4 separate regions of the Mus musculus genome follow, and all the other regions are linked to region 1. A link is a contact called in public Hi-C and promoter capture Hi-C data. All regions are on one chromosome and are shown on one strand. Each heading gives the region's core, a stretch centred on a gene start, on an enhancer-like site or on the middle of the called end of the contact. The rest is flanking DNA. Distances are from core to core; before and after follow the strand shown.

What was found. Promoter capture Hi-C pulls out the DNA fragments that hold promoters and counts their contacts. A called contact is a pair of places that touch in the nucleus more often than the background predicts. Capture Hi-C pulls out chosen DNA fragments and counts their contacts.
Region 2: a promoter capture Hi-C map of liver shows a contact between it and region 1, with 2.6 times the contacts expected there. The contact joins the promoter of Rnaseh2b here to the promoter of Mtmr9 in region 1. A contact is called at or near these places in 2 of 39 promoter capture datasets (both in liver), 1 of 484 Hi-C or Micro-C datasets (B cells), 1 of 115 datasets of contacts at active chromatin or transcription factors (acute myeloid leukemia) and 2 of 9 other capture datasets (adipose tissue and liver).
Region 3: a Hi-C map of CD4 T cells shows a contact between it and region 1, with 9 times the contacts expected there. The contact joins the promoter of Ints9 here to the promoter of Mtmr9 in region 1.
Region 4: a contact with region 1 is called in a promoter capture Hi-C map of liver, with 2.2 times the contacts expected there. The contact joins the promoter of Spryd7 here to the promoter of Mtmr9 in region 1. A contact is called at or near these places in 5 of 39 promoter capture datasets (hippocampal neurons, liver, neutrophils and 1 more).

The regions. Positions count from the first base shown.
Region 1 is chr14:63,540,642-63,546,336 of GRCm38.p6, reverse strand. It overlaps Mtmr9 (myotubularin related protein 9), which reads left to right and starts at 2,384. Exons shown (of 10, transcript NM_177594.1): 1 at 2,384-2,879; 2 at 3,881-3,989. The coding sequence starts at 2,698.
Region 2 is chr14:62,328,542-62,334,789 of GRCm38.p6, reverse strand. Rnaseh2b (ribonuclease H2, subunit B) reads right to left here and starts at 2,722. Exons shown (of 11, transcript NM_026001.3): 1 at 2,614-2,722. The coding sequence starts at 2,674. Gm41173 (a long non-coding RNA gene) reads left to right here and starts at 2,735. Exons shown (of 2, transcript XR_874686.3): 1 at 2,735-2,928; 2 at 4,462-6,248.
Region 3 is chr14:64,946,786-64,952,763 of GRCm38.p6, reverse strand. Ints9 (integrator complex subunit 9) reads right to left here and starts at 2,471. Exons shown (of 17, transcript NM_153414.5): 1 at 2,397-2,471. The coding sequence starts at 2,405. Hmbox1 (homeobox containing 1) reads left to right here and starts at 2,907. Exons shown (of 10, transcript NM_177338.6): 1 at 2,907-3,187.
Region 4 is chr14:61,552,920-61,559,188 of GRCm38.p6, reverse strand. Spryd7 (SPRY domain containing 7) reads left to right here and starts at 2,303. Exons shown (of 5, transcript NM_025697.4): 1 at 2,303-2,668. The coding sequence starts at 2,563. It also overlaps the pseudogene Gm4118.

The DNA of each region.
Region 1 (5,695 bases), core at 1,135-3,634:
AAAAGAACATCAACCAACCAGACCCTCAGGGCTCCCAGGGACTAAACCACCAACCAAAGAGTACACCTGGAGGGACCCATGGCTCCAGCTGCATATGTAGCAGAGTATGATGTTGTCGGACATCAATGGGAGAAGAGGCCCGTGGTCTTGTGAAGGCTCGATGCCCCAGTATAGGGGAATGTGAGAGCCGGGAGGTGGGAGTGTGTGGGTGAGCATCCTCATAGAAGCAGGGGAAGGGAGGATAGAATAGAGTGTCTCCGGGGGAGACCTGGAAAGGGGATAACATTTAGAATGTAAATTAAGAAAATATCTAATTAAAAAAAAAAAAAGAGTTGCTGTGGTCATGGTGTCTCTTCACAATAGAATGCTAAGGCACCCATTGAGCTATCTTTATAGTCCTTAAGTAAATCCATTGTACACATTATAAATTTTATTATTTTCTTGGCTTATCAGAATCCCCTGAGGCCCTTATTTCTTGACTGTTTGGACAGTTAATATTTGACTACATCATTGGATTATTTTAATAGAGGCATATCCCATTGACTTTGAATTCTACCGCCACCTACTGCTTATGTGGGGAACTGTTTCTTGCTCTTTACTCAGGCTTTATTCCTAACTACTAAGTTTGGTTTTCTCAGCGCTAGTGAACTTTCTACGCTTTGAACTTCAAATCACTGGTGATTTAATTTCCTAATCGTTTCTGGTACTTCATTATAACAACTCAGAAGATACCTAATTTTTTTCTCTTGGCAAAAAACAAATAAAAGGAAAAAATCCTAATTTATGACTTTATAGAGCATGAAACATTTTAACTTAATGAAATAACGTTTTCATAATTTATTTTCAAGAAAACCAGAAGGGCCACAGAATCCATGGAGACTTTCTATCTTCTAGCATATACTAAATTGGACACTAAGTTCTTCCTTGGATATCTTCCATTCGGGGAGCCTTACCCTTCAAGGCTTTACTTTCATTTTTTTCTCTGTATAACTTTTCATTATTTTTCAGATTAAAAGTTTTCCATTCCACAATTTGTAGTTAATACAATGAGTCAAGTGAGGAAGGAAAGTAAACAAATCCGGTGTGGAAAACACCTCCACATTACTTCACCTCAGTCCATCAGCATCCATTGCTGGTTGTTTTCCTTTTGCAGATAAACTGGATCGCAGGAGTGAGTGATTTAGGAAGGGAAGGTTTTTAGAAAAGACAAGAACAAAATCAAGGACAAACACTGTGCAATCTGGTCAACTTCACTTTGCACACTCTGAAGTCAGCTACCTTGCTGTTCGTAGACACTGACTGGGTGGTGAGAATTTTCACTGCTAACACAGTAAAAGCAGGCCAGGACTCAAACATAATTCTTATTCTGGGATAAAGTAGAGGGATAGAAAGCAAGAAGAGGGAAATTCTATAGGTGGAACAACATTATGAACTAACCAGTACCCCGGAGCTCTTGACTCTAGCTGCATATGTATCAAAAGATGGCCTAGCCGGCCATCACTGGAAAGAGAGGCCCATTGGACTTGCAAACTTTATATGCCCCAGTACAGGGGAATGCCAGGGCCAAAAAGTGGGAGTGGGTGGGTAGGGGAGTGGGGGGGGGTATGGGGGACTTTTGGGATAGCATTGGAAATGTAAATGAGGAAAATACCTAATAAAAAATTAAAAAAAAAAAAAAAGAAGAGGGAAATTACAACAGCAAAACTCTGTCATTGCAGTGTCCGTGAGCAGTTCAGCTAGACTGTACTTAGCCGGGATACTATGAAGTCGTGACCAATATACCAAGGTCTTGATTTCAGGCTTTGCTACAGATTAACTGAACTATCTCTGAAGACACTAGAGTCCTTTCGCAGGGCGAGGATTAGTCAGTTTCTCTTTCCATCCTTTTAGAATATGCTGTTCTTGGTTAAAGTCATGGCGCTCTCAAAGAGTCTAAAGCATAGATTGTCCCATGTCTCTTCCAGACACCAAGATGCTACTTTTCGATCACAACCTCCGCTTCCATCCTACATTTGACATCTCTTCGTGACCAATTCATGAGACAACTACCAGGTAGCGCAAACGAAGAGCCCTTGAGGGACAGCACTCATGTGGAGGCTGGCAGGTCAGCGACGTCTTCTCGTCTCGCCTTTTCCGATAAGGAATATTTGAAGGGCAAGGATTGCGGCGGTAGAAGGTGAAAGAGGTTTTGGTTGGTTTTGTTTTGTTTTGTTTTGTTTTTCCATTGTAGGACCATAAAGTCATTGTTTCTGGCTGTGTTCCACCGGATCTAGCAAAGTACCAACTTCCGGTCCGGTTTCTATGTCTTCCGAGTCTCGAGTCCCTCTAATTGTGCAGGAGTTCCTGCCGGGTGCAACGCTCAGCAGCTACTTCCGCCAGAAGTCCCTGGCTGCTCGGGCTCGGATGCTGCTGCCCCGACGCCGGGTCCGTCTCCTCCGCAGCCCGCCCGTCAGACGCCGGTGGCAGCGGGGAGTGCAGGGCCTGGCGGGAAGCCTTCTCTGCGACCGAGTCCCGGCCAGTGGTGCGGAAGAGACTTGGAGAAGCGGCCAGGGCGGTGCCCGCAGGCCCTGGCGCACCCGCCCAGCCGGGGCGGGGCTCGACCTCCCGGGCCCGCCCAGCCGGGGCTCCGTCCGGGTCTGCGGATTAACCGCCGGGCACCTGCGGGACTGGGCCTCCCGCCCCTAGGCTGCGCCCAATATGGAGTTTGCGGAGCTGATTAAAACCCCACGGGTAGACAATGTGGTGCTGCACCGGCCTTTCTACACCGCCGTGGAAGGGACCCTGTGTCTGACAGGCCACCACCTGATCCTGTCTTCCCGGCAGGACAACACGGAGGAGCTCTGGCTCCTCCATTCAAATATCGACGCCATCGACAAACGGTGAGCGCCCACCACACCCAGGTCCCGGAGGAGCCTGGAACGGAACAGACGCTTTCAGGTGGTTTTTTATGGGTATCCTGGCTCAGCCAGCCAAATGAGCCTTCTGGGGCCTAGATCTATCTGCACTGGCCACCTGGCATCCCCAGGCTAAGGTCTCAGAGTCGTAGTGGTCATTTTGAACAGCATTTGGGCGTATTTTTAAATGTTCTTTGTAAAAAAAAAATTTCTTCCACCACATTTCTTGAATTATTGGTTGTTGTTAATCTGACTTCACGAAGTTATGATTCAATACAATTTAAAGCGACCCCTCCCCCACGATCTCGTTTTTAAATAGGCATGCTCAGCCCTTTGCAGCATAGGCCGGTCTTGAACTTCCAACTCTCCAGCCCCAGCCTCCCAAGTAAGTGCTGGAATTACAGTTGTGTGTGTATGGGCCGCTATGCCTGGCCATAGTATTTAACTGAGTACACTGTCATTTTTTCCATATATATGCATATGCATTTTAGTCTCTCCTTAAAACGTTTTAAAATCGGTAAGGTGCACCCCTGTAATAGCTGATGGGGAGTGCCGATGCAGGTGGATGACAAATTTTACACCCCTGCTCATTTAGGGAAGACTGAGTTTATCATATTGCATCTTACTTATTCTCTGGAATGATCACTTCCCACTGAGGGTAATCATTAGCCCTTAACATTCAGTTTTTCTTGTGAAAAGAAAGGGGCTGGCTCTAAAGGAACATAGGAACTAATTCATCTTTATTTCCCTACTCCATCACTTTAAATTTTTTATTTTTACTTATGTGTGTATGTGTGTATCTGTGTACAAGATACCATCAGCAGACTACTAGACTCCTCAGTTCATCTTTATTGCATAAATGTATTCAATGGTCTCTCATGCCTGCATGATAAAGACTGAATCCCTGGTTCTCTGTGTTCTGGTTCTCACCTACTGTCCTCACTAGTTTTCTTACCATTTTCATGATTTCATGTAATTTCTTACAGATTTGTGGGCTCTCTGGGTACCATCATCATAAAATGTAAAGATTTCCGAATCATTCAGTTGGATATTCCTGGAATGGAGGAGTGTTTAAATATAGCCAGTTCCATTGAGGTAAGTATGCTGCAGGCAAAATTCTGATAGGAAAATGGCGATATTTTGATTTTGTACAGCCCTTGATGCATAAGAATCATTTACTGTGCGAATCTTGCTACTTTCGCTCTGAAGACAGTTTGTGAACTGTTTTTCTGTTTCTGTAGATTTCCTGAAAGAACATCCTATGTGAAATTGTAAGCCAGTAAAACAAATACAGTGTAGCTGATTGTGGCCATGTTACAGTCCTTGGGCATCACAGTGAGCAAGTGTGGTCATCCTGAGTGGAGCAGCTCTGAAACCCTTCAACTCTGAGCAGTGCTCTTATACTGTGATTGTTGCAGTAGTGAGGTCCTGTTAACATGGGGCCTATGGGTGAAGCACCTCACCTCTCACAGTTAGCCTGTAGTGTCTTATAAAAGGAAGATGACATTACCTGCCTTTTATAGGTGTTTTACGATTACATTCGTGGGTTTATGTAGAATGCTTAGTATAATTATTGGCAAATGGTTGCTGTCATTGGAGGACCCTTCTATGGCAACAGCTTTATTTTGAGACTTTGTGGTAGAAATTAGCCATATCACATAAAGTTCACTGTCGTACCATTTCTTAGCTTACCATTGCACTGTGTGTCAGATGTATACTCTCAGTGTTGTGTATACAGACAAAGCAAGTGATTGTCACCAACAGTTGCCATTTGTGACTTTGGCATGTCTGCACGTATGTATTTGTTTTTGCCAGTTCACCTAAGGCGTGTCTGTTTATGCATGTATAAAAGCGTTGAGCCACACATAGAAACTTTGCTTGGATAGTTTAAGGTCTCTGATGAAGGTCTCACATTCTTTTCCTTCTTCTAACTATTTTGGTTACTCCAACTTTTAAATTGCTGCCACTAAATTATATCAATTATATCAACTGACTGTTTAAAGTAATTTCTAGGCAATTATAGAGTCAAGCTGATTTTATTTTCTTTCTGTGTAACTGACTTACTGGGCTTTATGTAAAAAAAAAATAGTGGGTTTAGCTCTTAAAAGGAGAGAGAAAGCCTTAAATCTATAATTAGAATTTTGTTTGGCTTTCAACAAGAAGTAGAGGATCAAGTAATATGTTGTCGAGGAAATGACACACAAACCTTTCTGCTTTTGCCAAGTTCTACTGGAAGAAATGAGCATGTAAGTTGAATAGTCTGCCATATGTAGTTGTCACTTGGAAGTATGCTCTTGACTTGGCTGTACTCCCCAACATGAATGAGAAAGCAAACTGAGATAATGTTCCACTGTTTGGACAGAGGGATGCCTAGGGCTCACTTTGGTTGGGCATAACTAGTGTAGCATAGAGATAGTAGGACGCCTCGCCAGATCCCTTTAGGAAGGAGGAAGTGAGTGTGGATGAAGCTTTCACATGTGTGTATCTTGTTAGAGCTAGTTTTATTGTGTGCATTGACTGTTGTTGGCCTATTAGATGCCTTATCTCCATGGACACTCCTAATAAGCCTGAAAAGTTTCTTCCATTGAACAGGGGAAGCTATGTGACTTAACCACTATGTAGCTGGGATCTGGAGCTTGAGGCTTCTGGCCAGAATTGAGCATTCCTTTATATAATAAAGGAATAATTGATAAGGGGACATAGCTTTTGAATAGTTTGCAGTGTTTAGTTAATTACTAGATTTTTAGCTGAGACTTTACTAACTAATCCAGACCTCCTTGTTCCCCAGCACCCAGAAATTC
Region 2 (6,248 bases), core at 1,473-3,972, 1.2 Mb after region 1:
GTAGACCAGACAAGTGTACAACAGATTGACAAAAGAAAACCAGTATTAAGAATATGACCTTCTGGAACCTTATAACATGTTCCCAAAGTAACTGGTCTTAGAGTAATTAAACAGCAGTGTAGCATTCCCAATTACATCGGAGGTGCAGTATGCTCATTCCAGATGCAAAGACCCATTCCACCTTGCTGCAACACCCCAGCTTGTCTGTGAAAAGGAAGCTAGCACAGTCCACTCTCTGAGTTCCAGCTTTCCTTTGTCTAGGAGGCTTCAACTTAACAAAACAAAACTGAGAAGTACCCTGTAATCAACTTTAAGATGTAACCTTCGGGACATACCAGAGGCAACTTGAATGTAAATTAAATGTCAAGCCAAGGTTAGCTGCCTGTGCCCTGAATGTATACAAGCTCTGCTCACTTTCAGAACAGTGAACCCTCAAGCAGTCAAGCCTCAGGTGCGGTTACCCAGGACCCCAGCTCCCCAGGCTGGTCCTCGATACAGCAGTTCCGGGGGGTATTAGACCAGCCAGTAACGGTGCTTGAGTCTTTACTAGAAGAGCAAGCATATTTTTGGGTCTTAGCCCAGGACAGACTAGCTCAGAACCTTCACAAATGAAGTCTCACTCCCAGGAGGCCGGTGCCCTTACATTGGAGGGCAGACCCCATAGCTGCTATCAAACGTGTTTGGACCCTTAGAGCCTGCAGGTGGCACTAAAGGCCACCTGGAAGAGCAGAAGTCAGGAAGCCCAAGTTTTAAGTTTTAGAACCCTCAACCACTATCAGCCTAATGAGTAGGTGAGAGAGCACCTTGCCTGAAGGGTAAAAAAAGGTGAGAGGACAGACACCTCAGCTTTGAACAGAAACCAGGTGGCAATGCGTCTCACCCCTCCCTCCCAGTAGATCTACTACACCTTTCTCTTTGAGGGATGCATTCAACATCGAGTCTTTTCAGTTTTGTGCTTGGTACGATTATGACACACTTTAAGAAGGAAATTAATGTCAGTGAAACAGCCAACAAAACAAAACAAAACCCCTCAAATTATTGCAAACTACTATATAGTATTAACATGTTTGATTGCAAAAAGAATGATTAGGGATCCTACTACAAAAATCAAATATACTGATGTAACAGAAGGGTGAAAGGAGGCTCTCCCCTCTCCCAGCTAAACTAAGGTGTTCAGCTAGCCTTCTGATGGCTCACCAACACCAGGAATTCTCACTAGCTGCTTTACCAAGCACTATCAGTGAGGTTACGGCTTAACTGGACTCATCATAGGCAGCTGGAGTCAGGACGAAGCCGTATCAACCACTTCAGAAAACCATTCTGCAGAACTAAAGCTAACCCAACAAGCACCCAAAAGCAGCTTCCACTCCAGGATACAGACACTCCGAAGAAATGAATGCCAATGTCCACCAACAGCCTCAAAAGAATGCTGCCAGAGGTGTAACTCCTACTAGGTGCAAACCAGGAGGAACACCTAATGCCATCCATCCTCCGGAGAGTAGTAGCATTGATATGCATACAGCAAACCAGAAGCAATTTTTAAGAACCAGCCAACAAAACCCATGGAACAGCCATGGATGGATCTGGCAGACGTGGTACGGAGGGAAGGAAGACAGATACAAAAGTCACAGGGGTCCAAGCAGGCAAAACTAATTTGATGACAGAAAGCCTGGGGTTCTCTAGAAGACGGGTGTATGAGCTGCTAGCTGGAAAGCTACTCTTCTTGGTCAGCAGCATACAGGGTTCAGTTGAGTGAGCTGCAAACCCAAAATCCATACACTTGAATGTGTTTAACTTTTTACACAGGAGAGAAGCTGTGTATCCAAAGTAAGTGTCAGGTCGTTACATAAAGATTATAAAAATTATCATCACTGGATATCTATACCCTGGTGAAATATATTTGCTGTAAAAATGCTCTGCATTTGCTAAACTAAAACTCAAAATTAAAGTGACTGGGAAGTTTCCTTCTTCACGCGTATTCTAACATCAAATGTATCATTGTAAAATGACAGAGTGTTTCTGGCTTGCATTCCCTAACCCAAATTTATTTCACTTGCCCTCCTCATATGGCAATGGCTGTCGCATGCCACCACATGCCCTGATAGCTGGTCATCATCTACAGGGACACTGAGTGGCCTGGTTCTGGGATTTTTGACTGTCACCATGTCCTGGAATTGTTTCAAACCACGCTCACATAAACCCCATCCAGGCTCCCTTATGCCTGGCCACCCTTGCCTTTCCAGAGCAGCAGAGCGGCTCAGCATGGGACTACTGCGACCTCTGGTTTGGAGCTGGTAAGATTCTAGACGCTGAGCTACAGAGATCCAGTAACTCCCAGGGGACAGCAGAGTCCCGGGACCCCCGCTGCCCGCCGCAGGCCGAGTGGCTGGACCCGCCCCAGGGAATCCGCGCAAACGCTGCCGTCGCTTCCGGGTTTGGAGTTTTCCCGCGTGTTGTGACACGTGACCAGGATGCTTAGCAAAGCGCGGGGCACCGAATCCGGGTCCGCGCTCGCTAGGACCTTGCGGACCGGTGCTGGCCTGGGAAAAAAAAAAAACCCGCGCTGCCGCTGCCGCCACCAGCGACCTAGGCCCACGCGCCTCCCGCGTTTACCTGGAAGTAGGAACACTAGCTGCCTGGCCGCCAAGTCCCCGCGGTCCCGACCTCCGGCCATGGTCGCGCCCTGCCGGAAGTGGCGCCGAGGGGCCCGCCAACCGGGGCCACCAGCCTGCCTCCATTTCCGGGCCCGCCCGCTCGGCTTCCTTTTTTGAAATCTGCGCGGGCCCTGCTGTCAGTGGAGGGTGTGGAGCTCCTCGTTTTTCTCACTCTCATTCTACGGGCGCTGCTCGTGCGTGTATTTCATACATTGAGGTTCCTAATGCGGGCGAGCAGCCTTCAAATTGGCTGTGGGCCAATTTGATAGTTAAGGTAATTTTTTAAAGATACAACCCAAATTATGCTTATAATTTGGAGTTCAACATACGAATTTGTTATTTAGGATAAATCTTTAGAGTATTAACGAGACTTAGTTTGGGTGTGGTTTGGTTTTGACACAAGGTCCACCACCCAGCGGGGACTGACCTTCAAAGTATGCCGCCCTGGCTGGCTTTGAATACTGGATCAGGAACCTCCCAAGTGCTAGAATGGTTGTGAGCAAAAGTGGTGTCTTGTTGCCTAGGGCTCACCTCGGGGCTATAGAGAAAACAATTAAGCCCTGACTAGGGAGGTGGAGAGGGGATTCTCTCAAAGGGCCAGCTGCCGATCAGGAAGCTTGTTCTGAAGTGTTCTTTCTAGGCAGACTATGCACTTTATGTCTTTTGTTATCCAGTCTAGTGGCACTTTGTATTTTGTTTTTGTAGAGGGAGCAATGTGAGACACAGGCAACATAAATGTGGAGGTCTGAGTTATAAAGGTGGTCAAAGCTTTTGAGAAATTACATAGAGCAACCAGAAGTTGGTCTGGATCTTAAAACATAGGCTGAGATTCCCTCCTGAGGCATGAAGCCCTTAAAAATACCCACCTCTGAACAACAATATGAACTAACCAGTACCCCCAGAGCTCATGTCTCTAGCTGCATATGTAGCAGAAGATGGCCTAGTCGGCCATCATTGGGAAGAGAGGCCCCTTGGTCTTGTAAACTTTATATGCCTCAGTACAGGGGAACACCAGGGCCAAGAAGTGGGAGTGAGTGGGTAGGGGGGGGTGGTATGGGGGACTTTTGGGATAGCACTTGAAATGTAAATGAAGAAAATACCTAATTAAAAAAAATATATATATAATACCCACCTCTGACCAGACCATTGTAAGACCACGAAAAAATAAGGCCACGCAGGGACATTTCGTGATTCTCTCAGACAAAAGCAAGATCAGTGTCATTTGTGCAGCAACTGTCCCAGCACTTGGCCACAGTGAGAACTGCTTTACCCAGTACAGCTCTATTCCTGTGCTAGTCTCCCCTGGCTGTGGATAAGAGTCAGGAAGATGAGTCAGGATACAAAGACAGAAGAGGACTCTGGAGGGAAAGGGGTCCCCCTAGGACTGGCTTTGCGTTTCATGCTGGCTGAGAATTAAGAATTTTGACTCAATTGGACCATCAAGGTGGTTCAGTACACAGAGGATTAACAGGATTCCCATGCCCAGCCACAGAGAAATCACTGCACACTGAGGGATTAATAATGGAAATGGTTTTTAATGATAGTGTGTGTGTGTGTGTGTGTGTGTGTGTGTCTAATGCTCAGGGAGGAGGCCTTATAGAGAAGATGTTGTTAGCTTACATTTTAGGCTTATGCATTTCACATAAATCTTTCAGGCTCCAGCCCCAGGTTACACTTTGGAAAGTTTAAACAGACACAAGAGACGGCAGGTCTGGTCCCTTGCTTGGGCAAATGGGAGATTTACTCAGCAAAGATATTGCCTGAACTATTTAAGTACACTAGTGTTCCTTTTGTTCTTGTCCACCAGGCAGAATTACACGTTTCCTGTTGAGAGCACAGAGAACTTGAGGACAGACCAGGACTTAATGATGGTTGTGACCCTGTGCTACTCCCTTGAGCCACCCCTCGGAGGCATGTTCTTGATATGGGGATATGCCTAATGGCTAGTTGTAAGCCTTGTTATGGGACTAGAGCTTAACTGGAAATCAGTCTTGGTGACCAAGAATTAGCAGAAACGTTCTCAGTAATCCTAAACGTCTACTGTGGTACAGAGTTTTCTTCCACAGTTCCTCACAAGCCTCGTTAGGGCACTTCTCTCCCAGGCACGAGGCAGAGTTCCTTTAGCTAAATTCTACTCTGTGTACCTTGGTGTTTCCTAAGCCAGTTTATTATTAATACATCATAGCATCAATTTTATTACTTTGAGGTTCCTCTGAGTTCAATAACCACCCAAATGATGGAGCAGAAATGATCTGACTCCTGAAAGTTGCCCTTTGACCCCCACAATGTGCTGTGGCATGGGCACATGCTAAAGGCCAGTGAACTTTAATACTGTGAGTCTTTTGGCCAGCATTTTGCTCAATAACAAAACTAGGAAATGGCATTTAACGTGAAAATGGTGAAACTTCTGCAAGTCATGGGTCAGTCTCTTGTTAAGAGTCCCGTGACTCCTATTGATGAGTAAAGACCCACATCCCTTATCTCTCTTCATGTAATTCATGTAGTAAGAGAATGATTTTTCACACATTTGTGGTTTGTGTGTGTGTTCATGTGGGAGTACATATGTGTAGAGGTGAGCATGTACTTATGCGTGTTTATAGGTAGAGACCCAAAGTTGGCATCAGGTATATTTCTCAGCTGCTCTGCAGTTTATTTACTTGGTAAGCTCTTACTGAGCCCCAGACTCACTGACTCCAGCTACTCTAGCTGGACAGCTTGCTCTGAGGAGCCCTTCTCTTTGCCTCCAGAGTGCTGACATGACAGGTGGCTGCTGTGACAGCTTATCTTTTTACAAGAGTTCTGAGAATCAGAACTCTGGTCCTCATACTTGTATGATAAGCGATTTATCCATTGTGCCATCTCCCTGTGCCATCTCCCTGCATAAAGCTTATTTTTTAAACACTTGTGATTTCTCTACTTTAAGCATAAAAACAATACGTGTTTGTTGTAGTTGTTTTAGATGTCTTCCTCAAATTTCTAGCCAAGGCAAATCAGCCTTGCTTACTTCTTATTATGATTATATCCAGGTTCTATGATTTGTTACAAATGAAATTTATTCTGTTTTGTAGCTGTGAAGATTTTAAAAGGATACACTATTTAAATTGTGAAAGGTTGCCCCTGTATTTATGACGGAAATGTTAGTCCCTAAACTTTAACAATGATCAACTAAGTTGTCTAGGAAGTAACTAGCTGGGCTGGAGAGCTGAGTAGTTGGTAATTGCCGATCTGGATCCAGTCCCCAGCAGAAATGGAAAAGCCAAGTGCAGTGGTAGCACCTTAATCCAGAGCTGAGGGCGGAGCCAAGTCAGGAGGCGCGCTGGGGCTGGCTGTCTCTCACAGTGAGCTCCATCCAGGTTCACGAGAGACCTGGCAGAGACTGAGGAAGGAAGACACCTGACTGACCTTTGGACTCCACATGTGTACATGTAACCTTGCACATGCATGCCCCAGGCTCGTCCAACACACTCACACACACACTCACACACACACACACAGAGGGGACTTTGTAGACAGGAACTCTGTGTACATGTTTCTGTTTTAAAATGTCATGGGATTTCAAGAAGCATGTGGAGGCTTGAGAGTTAAGGAACTAAA
Region 3 (5,978 bases), core at 1,222-3,721, 1.4 Mb before region 1:
CAACCAACCAACCAACTAAACAAACAAAACCATAAACAACACCCACTGTGACCAAAAGGAGGCAAAGTGTTTAACTAGTTTAGATCCCGATCACATCCATCACGTAGGGAAGTCAGGGCCTAGAGGCAGGAACTGAAACAGAGGCTATGGAGGAAGGCTATTTATTGCTTGCTCCCCACAGCTTGCTGAGCTTGCTTTCTTATCAGCTTCAGGAACATCTGCACAGAGATAGTACCACAAATAGTGGGTTGACACCATCCACATCAATCGTCAATCAAGGAAATGCAGACTAAAGGGAGGCATTTTCTCATTTGAAACCCCTCTTCCCAGATAACTCTAGCTTTGTGTGAAGCTGATAAACAAAAACAATAACAAAAACAAAACTTAAGGACAGAAGGTCTTACTGAATTCCAAATGCCCAGTGAAACAAACCATCACAGTATTAGTAAGTAAGTAAGCAGTATTAGTAAGAAGACAGAAAAACAGACCTATTCAAGAAATTCTCATTAAGGGAAAAGAATCAAGATGTGGCTATCCCTCATGTGCACCTGTGAAAGTCTTATTTGTTTTGTTTTGTTTTTCTGAGACAGGGTTTCTCTGTGCAGTCCTGGCTGTCCTGGAACTCACTCTGTAGACCAGGCTGGCCTCCAACTCAGAAATCTGCCTGCTTCCTCCTCCCAAGTGCTTGGATTAAAGGTGTGCATCACCACTGCCCAGCAAGGGAAAGTCTTACTCAAAAACAAGACTTTGTTCAAAAGCATGTTTGTGTTTCACAATGTAACTCATTACCATCATGCTGAAGACCAAACCCAATGTATTGTGTGCATCCTAGGCAACCATGCTGCCACTGACATAGATCCCTAGTCCCTATAATATACAAAACCCATAGCCAACCTCACATTTTTAAAGCAGTAAACAGAGCTAAAATGTAAGGACCTGAGAAAGTTTATTCAAACCCTTTGGTAGGCACAGCACACAAGTTTAACCTACTGAGAAACTATTTTGATATTCGGATAGTAATTATTGGATTAATTATTGGATCTACACTGTTTGAAAGGGAAGATAATAATTAGAATACTTCTTTTTCTTTTCTTTCTTTTTAATACTTCCTTTTCTTGATTTCTTTTTCTCTCTCTTTTCTTTATCTTTCTTTCTTTCTTTTTTTGAGACAGGATTTCTCAGTATAACTTCCCTGGCTATCCTAGAACTCAGAGGTCTGCCTGCCTCTGCCTCCTGAGTGCTGGAATTAAAGGTGTGCCACATCTGGTTTCTTTTCGCCAGCTTTTGATTCTGAAAGGGAATGGCTAATTTTCCATTTGCTCCTTCCCTGCTTTAACCTCTGTGTATACGTTAAGCAAGAAGATTTTATGAGTAAAGCAAAAAGTACCTAAGTTCTGATACCCTCCCAAAGAAGTTGTTCTGAGAGGCCAGCCTGGGCTACAAAGAGAATTCCAGGACAGCTAGGGCTACACAGAGAAGCTCTATCTCAAAAAAACAGAAGAAGAGAAAAAAAAAAAAAAGTTGTTCTGGAATAAACGTTTCTGCATCGCTTCTCTCTTAAACAGAACATACCAAACACACTTCACTCTATTGAGGATATTTCTCTCCACGTAGCAATTAGGAAGATTCTACAGTAAGTTGGCAGTGAGAATGTAGGGAATAGGAGGGCGACGACAAGCATTTCACACCTGCGTTCAATTTCCTTATTACTCTATTACTTATTCCATTAAGCTTGAATAAAACAACTTGTTAGAACGGTGTGCTCAGAAAAATGGGGCAAAGCAAATATCTGAAAAGGCCACCTGTCAGCTTAGTGTTTTGCCACACAGTTACTTCTTCAGGAGGCATGTTTTATCTAGAGCTGTTTATTTCAAGCAGGCTTTAGACGGGAATCCTTCAAGGGCACCACCCTTTAGCATCTCTTTCTTGTAATTCGAACTGCAGTTAGGAGTAACAGGACATTTAGACCTTCTGTCTGATCGCTCCTACTTTCTGTTCAGATCGGAATCCAGCCTCGCAATATCAGTAGGAGTCCACTCAAGTGCTCATTAAGTGGAAAGTGGTTGATGATCTATTATAGCTCTCAGGTGCAGGCTGAGAAACATGACCAAACCAAAGTTTTGGAGCCTATCTTTAGCCCAAGGGTGAAGAAATGTAACATACAACCTCACGTGCGGCCAAAGGGATCTGCCAAACAGTAATGAAGACCTCCTGACAGATGCAGGAGCTGTGGGATGTGAGCAAGCGGGAATTCAAATCCCAATCGCAAAACCCAGCTCACTTTATAATTTTTAAGTGCTGACCTCCCTCCGTGATAAATCATGGTGGAGGCGACAGACTCCAAAGATATATAGCATTCATTACCTTTGCCCTCTGACTTAGTAGTGGAAACTCACCAGTTTCATATCGGACTTTTGGTTGTTCAGTACCAGTCTCTTCACTTCTAAAGACAGGGAAGGATCTTCCGGTTTAATCTCTATAGCCCAGAGCATCGCGGGACTTGGAGTCTTCACTCCTTAAGCATTTTCCAGAGCCTCACGGGAAATGTAGTTTTACTGCAGGTATCATGGGCACTGTGGGCGTCTTTCCTTTTCCTCCCTTTTCTCTCTAATCACCTCCTTCCGTCCGCTCAAATTCATCGCCGCCGCCAATTCATCCTTCCTTTCCATCCCAGCATGATATCATGTCCCTCATCTGGGTCTAGCATCCATGGTATTCTGGGATGTGTAGTCCGCACGATTTCAGCTCCCAGCTCCCCTCCTCCCTGTGGGAAGGCGTATGGGCGCAGTGCCTGCTGGAAGCTGTAGTTCCCTAGGGCCTCAGACCCTCAACTCTGCACTTTTCCTCTAGGGAACCGGAAACTACAACTCCCAGGGATGCCCAGCGGCAGCAGGTGGGAGCGGGGCTGTTGCTATCAATATGGCGGTTGTCAGCCAGACAAAGACAGTCAGTCTGATGTGATTGAGACAAGGGAGGTTTTCAGGGGGAGACTGGGAGATAGGGGCCTCCCCTCCCCCCTAGGCTCTTCCTGCGCGGGCCTGGAGCCCTCCTCAGCCCCTCCCGCAGGGCGCCCCGCGGTGAAGATCCCCTCCCCCTCCCGCCTTCCTCCTCCCTCCCTCAGCCTTGCACTGGGACGCTGGGGAGGGGGCTGAGCAGGGTGCAGAGAACTCTCAGCTGGATTTCCAAGGTGAGTGGGGTCGTTTGCAAGCTGGACTGCCTCAAGTCTCTTTTCCTCACTTCTCTCATTACTTTAAGGAAAAAAAAATGTCGAGATGTTTGGGGGGGAGAGAAAGTGAGTAGGCGCCACAGATGGGTCTCTGGAGTAGCCAGGTTGAGCATAGGGGAGCAAGTAGGGGTACTTCCGAGGGGGCGGCCGTGCGCGGGCTGTGGGGTGGGGCAGTTTGTGAGGGGCGGGCGTGGAGAGGCGTCGATGGCTTCCCAACTTCTCTCTGGTCTTCAGGACCGGCGGAAGGTTTGAATCCTGGAGTTGGGGGGTCTTCCTGCTTGGGAGTTTGAGAAACTGTAAGGTGGTTTCGAGGTGTGCTGGTTTGTTTGGGGAGTGTCTCGCTGTGTTTTAAACTGTGACGTGTACTTGGGTGCTGCGATCGTCTTGAAGGAATGTCTGTAGATGGTAAGTTAGATGGCTGGAGTCAGAGATAAGCGGCCTGGGCTTGGGAAGCACGCAGGAGTCCCGGGCTGGACTTTTGGTCCAAGGATCTTGTGCAGGGTTTGGGGGGGCTCAGTAACTCGTTAGTGTCTGGGCGCCCAGCTCACACTCGGTGCCCTACTCTGGGCCAGTCTCCACCCCAAACTCCCGGCAGGACTATATAGATGATGTGATGTGGAGATGCATCTTTGCCTCAAGTCGGCAGCTAAAGGTGGGAAAGGAAAAGTGTCTCTTAGTATTTTATTCCGGAACCGTGTTTGGGTTACACTATTGGGGCTACTTTGAAAGGAGTCCTCCACCCACCTTCACCCCGAAACAGTAAGTAGAGGTATCTTGTCATCTTCATGCTCAGTAGCTTGCCAGTTATTTAAAATTCGGGAACGTGGGGCTGGGAATCTCGAGTGCTAAATGCCATCCGCATCGCTGTCTTCTAATGAGACAGAACGTCTGCTCTGTATCCTGAGGTAGATAAGGCGACTTATTTTCGTAGTTGAAAAAACTGTTGGAAATTTTTTGCGGAGAAGAGGGTTGACTGTGCGCTGAAAGGCGCTGTGGTCTTTTTTTGTTTTTTGTTTTTTGTTTTTTGTTGTTTGTTTTGTTTTTTCTTCTACCCCACCCTGTTCTGTGTCACAAATGCTTGAAAACTGGTATGGAAGAGTGAGGAAGCATTGGGTGAGTGAAGCAAAGAATGCACTTAGCAGTAAAGATACACGCTTCGTAAAGTTGAATGATAAAAGTGATTGCTATTTTTATTTTTGTCTGAAGCTTAAAAAAACCCTCGTCTGTTATATAGGGTATAGTCACGTGCCCCTTTTTCTGGGGACCTGCAGATAATAGAAATCTTTGCCTTCTCTTTCCTATCTTTCCTTAGCTTCCTCTCTCCCCCACCCCCTTCCTTCCTTCCTTCCTTCCTTCCTTCCTTCCTTCCTTGGCACAGAACATTTCTCTTCCCGATGGACATAATACCTCCTGTACTTTTTTGCTTAGTTTGTGCTAATATGGGCTGTGCTTTTTGTGGTTTCACTATAAAATGCATCGTTAAGTGAAAAGGACCCGAATTTGTTGTTATTTTGCATTTATGCCACAAGTCATTATCACATCAGGTTTGCAGTGCTTTGCATTAAACTTATTAAAATTGCACGGCTAAGTTGCTGGATCTGGTTGTATTATGCTTATAAGTCAAGTTTGGGAAATTTTATTTTATTTTTCCATTTTCAATTAGGGTTGGAATGAAACATCTCTTGTTTCTCACAGTCTTGAATATTTAATGACATTACACCAGGAGAATTTAAGATCATACATTTTGTACTCCCTCAGTCCAAAATACATCTTCTTCAATCACTCTCTGTGATAATTTTGTGATATCATAGACTTTTAAATCACTAAAAGAATAATTGGCATTATTTCTATTTTGACTTGAGAATTTCATGTATTATGTGTTTGGTCAAGAATGTGTTAGTTCTTGAGTTCTTCTGTTAGCTATGGGCTTTTAGATTCCATAGCATCACACTGGGATTTATGGTAGTTTTAGTCTTTGATTTGAAATTTCTGCTGTTGATCATTCCCACAGATAAGGGGACTGTGTTTGCATGAAGTTGAGTGTTAAGTATGTGAATGGACCTAAATATAATTTTGTACACAGTGTGCTGTTCCAAGCTGAGCCTATGGTTTGTTGAAGACCAGGATTTTCAGAATTACTTGTTTGAGGCTTTATCTTAACCTGAAACATTATTTTTCAAAAACTGGAAGAAAATTCCATGTAACAACAAAATAGTTGTTTACTTGTAGTTTTCCAAAATGTATTCTAGTAGATATTGAATTTTTACATGTTTAATAATCATTTTAGATATGACAAACTAAAATGTTCCAACCTAGAAAAATGAGTGTTTTTCATCTACCCTTACCTTGAATCTTCTTCTTGTTTATTTTCATCAATGGAATTGTGAAGTTATTTATGGGAAAAACATTCGTTAAACTTTTTCTGACTAGTAGTCTGGAAATAATGGCTCCATGTACACTGAATCTTCCTTATATTCACTGGGCTGATTCTGTTGCATTTTGAGTACTGGGGCATTAAAATGATGTAAAGCCTTTACTGCAGACTAAAGCATAAAACACTCTCAGCATGTGGAAGTCATATGGTTTATGAAAAAACGGAGAGAATGGGGGCAGTGGTGCCTGTCCAGCCTAAAATTTCATCCTGTAACTGTAAAGACATATTTATTTTAATCTGATCATTTCTGAAAAAAAAAATATCCGGCCTTTACATTATAGGGAGTTGAAAATGCAAGTTGTTTTTAGCCAGTCTGCT
Region 4 (6,269 bases), core at 1,054-3,553, 2.0 Mb after region 1:
GACGAACACCACCTGCCTGCATGTACTCCTGCATCACAGGTGCTGCCCTCTGTACCAGCTGGGCTGTGGGAATGGGATCTTGGTAAACAAGTAGTATTGCTGAGCAAGTTTCCGGGCTCTGTGTACAAGTGCTCTGTAATCGGGGCCCATGCCACTATACACCACACCGATGTGTTTGGTTATGGGCTCCACCTTGTGAACACTCCTTTCATCATACAGGATGGATTTCTGCTTTTTTTCTCAGTTGCTAATACTACGCCATTTGCAGCTTTAATTCCCACTGAAGGGGCCCCTCCAGCTACTGCAGCCAAAGCATATTCAATCTGGACAAGCTTGCTAGATGGGCTGAATGTAGTGTAGTCAGCAAGAAGCTGTAACTGCGCTCTGCCATCTTTACCTGGAAAGTCGGACATAAAACAAATTTTATTTACATATGTTATAGCAGATTAGCTAATGTGAAGACTAATGAAACATGCAAAAAAAAATGAAGCACAAATTTGCATTTTTTAACCGAATATTTTTAGAGGGTTGTAACCTTAATTTTAAGTTTAAACTTTAAAATCTGAGATGCTAAAAGATGTGGTGAAGCAAATAAAGGGCTGGAGTTGGACCCCTGGGGTTTGTATCATACTTTGTATATTTTCTACCTTTGTGAAATTGCACAGTCATTTAACCTATTTCTTCATCTATAAAGTAGGGACAGTATTGAGCTTGAAATGTTGCAAAAAGTCTATCGTGTGGTGTGTGTGTGTGTGAGAGAGAGAGAGAGTGAGAGAGAGAGAAAGAGAGGATTATCAAGAGTACTTCAATAGATATAGAGGCAGTGAGGGAGAGGGGATAGTCTGAAATTATTTTAGCAATTACTTTGGGTATTAATTCTGTAATAACTAAGTCTCAAAGTAAAAAAAAGCCTTGGATATCTCCCTTAGTATCATAATATTTATTTATGTATTTGTTTATATTTTATGTGCATTGGTGTTTGAGGATGTCAGATCCCCTGGAACTGGAGTTGCAGACAGTTGTTGTGAGCTGCCATGTGGTTGCTGGGCATTGAACCCAGGACCTCTGGAAGAATAGCCAGTGCTCTTAACTGCTGAGCCATCTCTCCAGCCCTAAAAATATTTTTATAAATAGAAGAAACCAAAGTCTGAAATTTTTCCCTCATCCTATGGCTAAAAATCTCAATAAAGTATATTTACACTCAGGTGACTAAAAGGTTATGTATGGGAAACCATTACTAAAGAATTGGGAATTTTTGTTCAGTTTTCCAGGATTTGATGAAGACCCAGAAAACTTCCAGGGTGGGAATCTTATCTTGGAAGAGAGGTTTGAGCCAGATTCTGTTGGGACACCATGGGGTGTGAGGGATAACGACAGACAGATAACAAGTGACCCCCACTGGGGCCTTCCTTCGATATGGTAATAGGAAGCAGCAGACCCCCGTAAGAGCTGAGTTTCTCTTCACCCTCTCTCAGGGCATTCCCTTCACATTTCTAGGAACCATTGGTGCACCAGAAAGCTGAGTAAGACTGTCTGATCGGAAAGCAAGCCTGAAGACCTGAGTTCGATTCCCGGATCTCCAAGGTAGGGGGAAGAAAACCTATTTCTGAGAGTTGTCTTCAGACCTTGCCGTGGCACGAGAGCGCCTGAACGCACGTCCTGAGCACGAATATACAATAATGACTTTTTAAAAAGTCGTCTTTCGGCCCTGTCCCGACCCCTTCCCGTAGTCCCCTCATAAGGGTGACTGCTTGCAAGTCCTGGGTCCACGCAGCAATCAACCCAATGATAAACGCCGGTGCATGGAAAATGCGAAGAGCCTCGCCGCACACCCAAAGACCGGGTCCTCGGAGTCTGCGTGGCAGGATGCGGAGAGCCGGAGAGTTCCGACGGAAAACTCCCGGGCGTTTTATTAGCTCCATGCCCAAAGGAGGTCTGCCGATCCCTAAAAATCACTGCGGAGCCGCCCCAGGCAGCTACCAGTAGCGCGCCGACACAGCACGGAGCTACTACGGAGGCTGAGGCGGTCAGGGCTGGAGTTCCAGACCCTATAAACAGCACAGAAGGCCCTGTCAAACCAGCAACAACCACAGCCGCAGGGAATCCCGACGACTCTCAGCTCCACCATTCACCTGCCAGCCACAGGGCCTAGGGGAGGACGCCGCAGCACGCCTGCGCACGCCGCCACGCCCACCCCATGTCAGTCAGGCCACTGGCCACGCCCACTTTCAGAAACCCGGACCTTTTCCCCAACTCCGCCCTCTTCCAGGCGTCAGGCCACTGGCCCCGCCCTCTTTCAGTCAGTCAAGCCCGGGCCCCTGCTCGGCTCTCTACAGCGCCCTGCCCACCCGCCACACCCTCTTTGACTTGGGCTGGCCGCTGGCCCCGCCCACCTCCCGACACCGCCCCGCCCCTCCGGGCGGTCCTCGCTCCTTCGCCGGGGGACCTCGCCTCAGTCTCCGCTTCGCCTCCCGGCCCTGGCGTCGCTGTGCGGGCTGCGAGGCTCCCGCGACCCAGAAGCACTCGGGCGCGGGCGGAGCGGTGGGGCTGTGTAGCTACGCCATGGCCGCGTCGGCGTGGTGCTGCCTGCGCTGCTGCAGGGACGGCGGGACTGGCCACATTCCTCTCAAGGAGATGCCGGCCGTACAGTTGGACACGCAGCACATGGGTAAGGGCCTCCCGACTGGACCCAACCGCCCACCGAGGGCCGAGGGAAATGGGGCGGGGACCACGTGACCACGCAGCCCCCTGTGGCCTCTCTGGCCTCGGTCATCGGGCATGGGCTGTGCCAGCCTCCCAGGGCTGAATCTCTCAGAGAGGAGTCAGGTGTTCCCAGGTGAGGAAGCGGGGGCGCTCGCCCGCCCGCCCGCCATCAGTGCCCGGGTGTCGAGTGTCACCTAGTGTTTGCTGAGTCCTGTCTTCAGCACTATCAAATATAGGCTGAAGCTTGTTCTGGGGGAGTAATTTTCCCCTCACTTCCTGAAGCCCAAACAGGGCCGGTTGCAGAAGCCTGGAGTAGAGCCTCAGGTCGTAACAAGCCACTTCCACTAAAATCTCCATTGCTGGACACCTTAGTCACTGTTGGGAACGCTGTAATTTTATCTGACTCTCGCCATCGGGCCAAGCGATTGCAAAATAGAACAGTGCTCCTTCTCATCCATTTTTTTCCAGTTCCCAATGGCTTTATAATTAATTTAATAATAATTTCTCATCCAACATTCCCCCCCCCCTGTAGCATCTTTTTCTACATAGGATTACTTCAGTTCTTAGACCCTTTCCAAGCTTCTGGAATATTATCCAGGCAGATTTCCCAGAATAATTATTTCAGTTAGAGTGCTGTCTTTTTGTGTATTATTACAATAAACTAATGCATTTTTTGATTTCCCCAAATACCTCATTGTCTAAAAGACTGTATTTAAGTAACACAAGCATTCTTAATATCTACAACAAAACTCTTTTCTGCCCAGATAATCTACAAGTCTGGAAACATTGCCCATTATATTTTCTATTGCAGTACTATACGCAGTCGTCGTTTACTATGGTGTACAGTGCCACCACAAATTTACAGTCTCTAGTACAGAATTTCAGTACTAAATACCTTTAAGCCCCTATCCATCACTATAGACAGTGGATGTTCAGATCTTGTACTTTCTCTCAGGAAACATTTCTATTTAATTTATTCACTCAATGAATATGACTTTTAGGTGATAAGATACTGTATTAAGGGCTGAGATAAGACTGCAGGACTGTAGTGACTTTTGAGCCCATGCTGTGCTGTCTATTATGTAGAACAATCCTTATTCCTGGCCTTTTTCTTTTAGGAAGAACTAAGTGACCCATTGTATCTTTGCAGTTTCCCTTTCTCCTGTGCTATCCAGCACCCTCAGGTGCTGAGTGAAGAACCGGGATATGGTCTCTCAATTTCTTCCCTTCCGTGGAACTTTTTTCTTAACCTATTTTACAATAAATTGAAACTACCTTCAAGCTTGATGTGAGAATCACAATAAAAAGGAAGAGAAGTGTTGAGTTAGAAGAATGATTCAAATGCGGATTGGCCTTAACTTGAAAACATGGGAAACATACTGCTTGTGTTCAGCATAAAATTATACAACCTAAGGAATATATTTGGAGCCCGGCGTGGTGGTGTATGCCTTTAATCCCAGCACTCGGGAGGCAGAGGCAGGCAGATTTCTAAGTTCGAGGCTAGCCTGGTCTACAAAGTGAGTTCCAGGACAGCTCCCCCAAAAAAGAATATATTTGGACTTTTTTGTTTGTTTCATACTAGTTTCGTTTTGATTTATTTTGTTGGTTTCTTGGTTGCTGTTTTGTTTTTAAAGGAGAGTAGTCTCTATATTGCTCAGGTTGTCTTCAATTCCTGGCTCAAGCCACCACCACCTCAGCCTTCCACATGTCTACAGGTGTGTACCACAATGCCCTACTTGTTTTCTCACTTTCTTTCCTTTTTTTCTCTTTTTTAAAAAAATACACATTCCATATCTAAACAATGATGTTGCATTACTTAAAACCATTTTGAAGTTTTAAAAATATTTTTCTTTTGATTCATATAATTGTGAATTGGTCTTTTAGGAACAAGTAACTTTCAAGGTAGTTATTTTGAAAGGGATATACCTATCCTGGTTGTGTTTTGTTACTGTTATTTATTTATTTTTGGCAACTTGATGCAAGCTAGAGTACCTGAAAGGCAAGAAGGCCTTCAATTGAGAGAATGCCTCATCCAGGTTGTCTGTTGGTAAGTTTGTAGAGGTTTTTTGTTTGTTTGTTTGTTTGTTTTTGCCTAATGGTTGTTGTGGATGGGCCCAGCTCATGGCAGGTTGTCCCAAGTTGCGTAAGAAAGCAGGTTAAGCAAAGCAGGAGGAGGGGCCCAGTAAGCAGAGTTCCTCCATAGCCTGCCTCTGCTTCAGTTTCTGCCTCTAGGTTCCTGCCTTAAGGATCTACCTATCTACCTTCTGTGTAGATTGTGATGTAGAACTGAAAGTGAAAGAAACCCTTCCTTCCCTGAATTGCTTTGGTCATAGTGTTTTATCATAGCAATAGAAATCTAAGACACTATTCATTTGGAAATCTCTAATGTTTATTAACACACATTCTATGGCTGTGTTTATATAATGGTCTATCTGTACTCAAATCTGATTTATCTTTTCAAAGTAGTACCAGTTATTAATAAAACTATATGAGCTACTTAGATCCAAATACAGAATATCATTGTATTAATTAAGGAGAAGAAAGCTTGACGTTATTATCTACTGGTTCACAAACACCCTCAAATGATCTCTGAAATATAGACCTTTCTGCATTAACTTGCTCAGTAAGGAAATATATCAAAGTAAGAGTAACTAATGTGCTTAGAGTTGTTTCTGAAGTTCCAACTCACCAAACAGCCTAATTGTTTTGGAAATCTTTTCATATTTCCATTAACTTCATGCTGAAGGATGAGATGAAAAGCAGTAAATTATTATAGAGGCAGGGTTTGTGTGAAAGATCAGTTCAGAAAAAGTATCATTTATTTGCATAACCCCTGGAAATGTGTTTCACTGAAGACCTTTTCAATTTCAAGTACTACAAATTACACCTCTGAATTGTTTACATGATGGAGGAATTTTATTCTTGTGACACAAAATACAAAGGTGGCAGCACTAGCTTCAGGAAAAGACAGTGCTGCCAGAGATGAGCTTTATGTTTGTTTGGGGTTTGGTGTAATTGTTGTTAATCTCTTGTCTTCTACTTCTTACTCAAGAAGGCTAGTTGCTATGGTCATTGGCAGCAACTCACTACTTTTTCTCTTTTCTCTTTCTTTTCCTTTTTTTGGGGTGGGGTGGGGGTGTTGAGACAGTTTTTCTCTGTGTAATAGCCTTGGCTGTCTTGGAATTCTCCTTGTAGACCAGTCTGGCCTCAAACTCAAAGAGATCCTCCTGCCTCTGCCTCCCAACCACTGGGATTAAAGGCATGTGCCACCATGCCCAGCTACTTTTTCTACACTGTCCCACAAGAACAAAAGTGTCTTCAATTGTTCTTTGCAGAAGTCCTGACACTTTCCGTGATTATTGTTTACCAGGTCACATAATTGCTTTTGATTTAATCAATGTGACCACAAAATGTGAAGTATACTTACTGACTTAACCCACATCAAATACTGAAGCCTAAGACTGAGCCCTCAGAATTGTTAGATTTCAAGAGGGAAGTCTGGCCTTAAAAGGTAAGCAGGTGCTACTTGCTTGCTCCATAGTGCTTAGCACAGCTTATTTATTCAT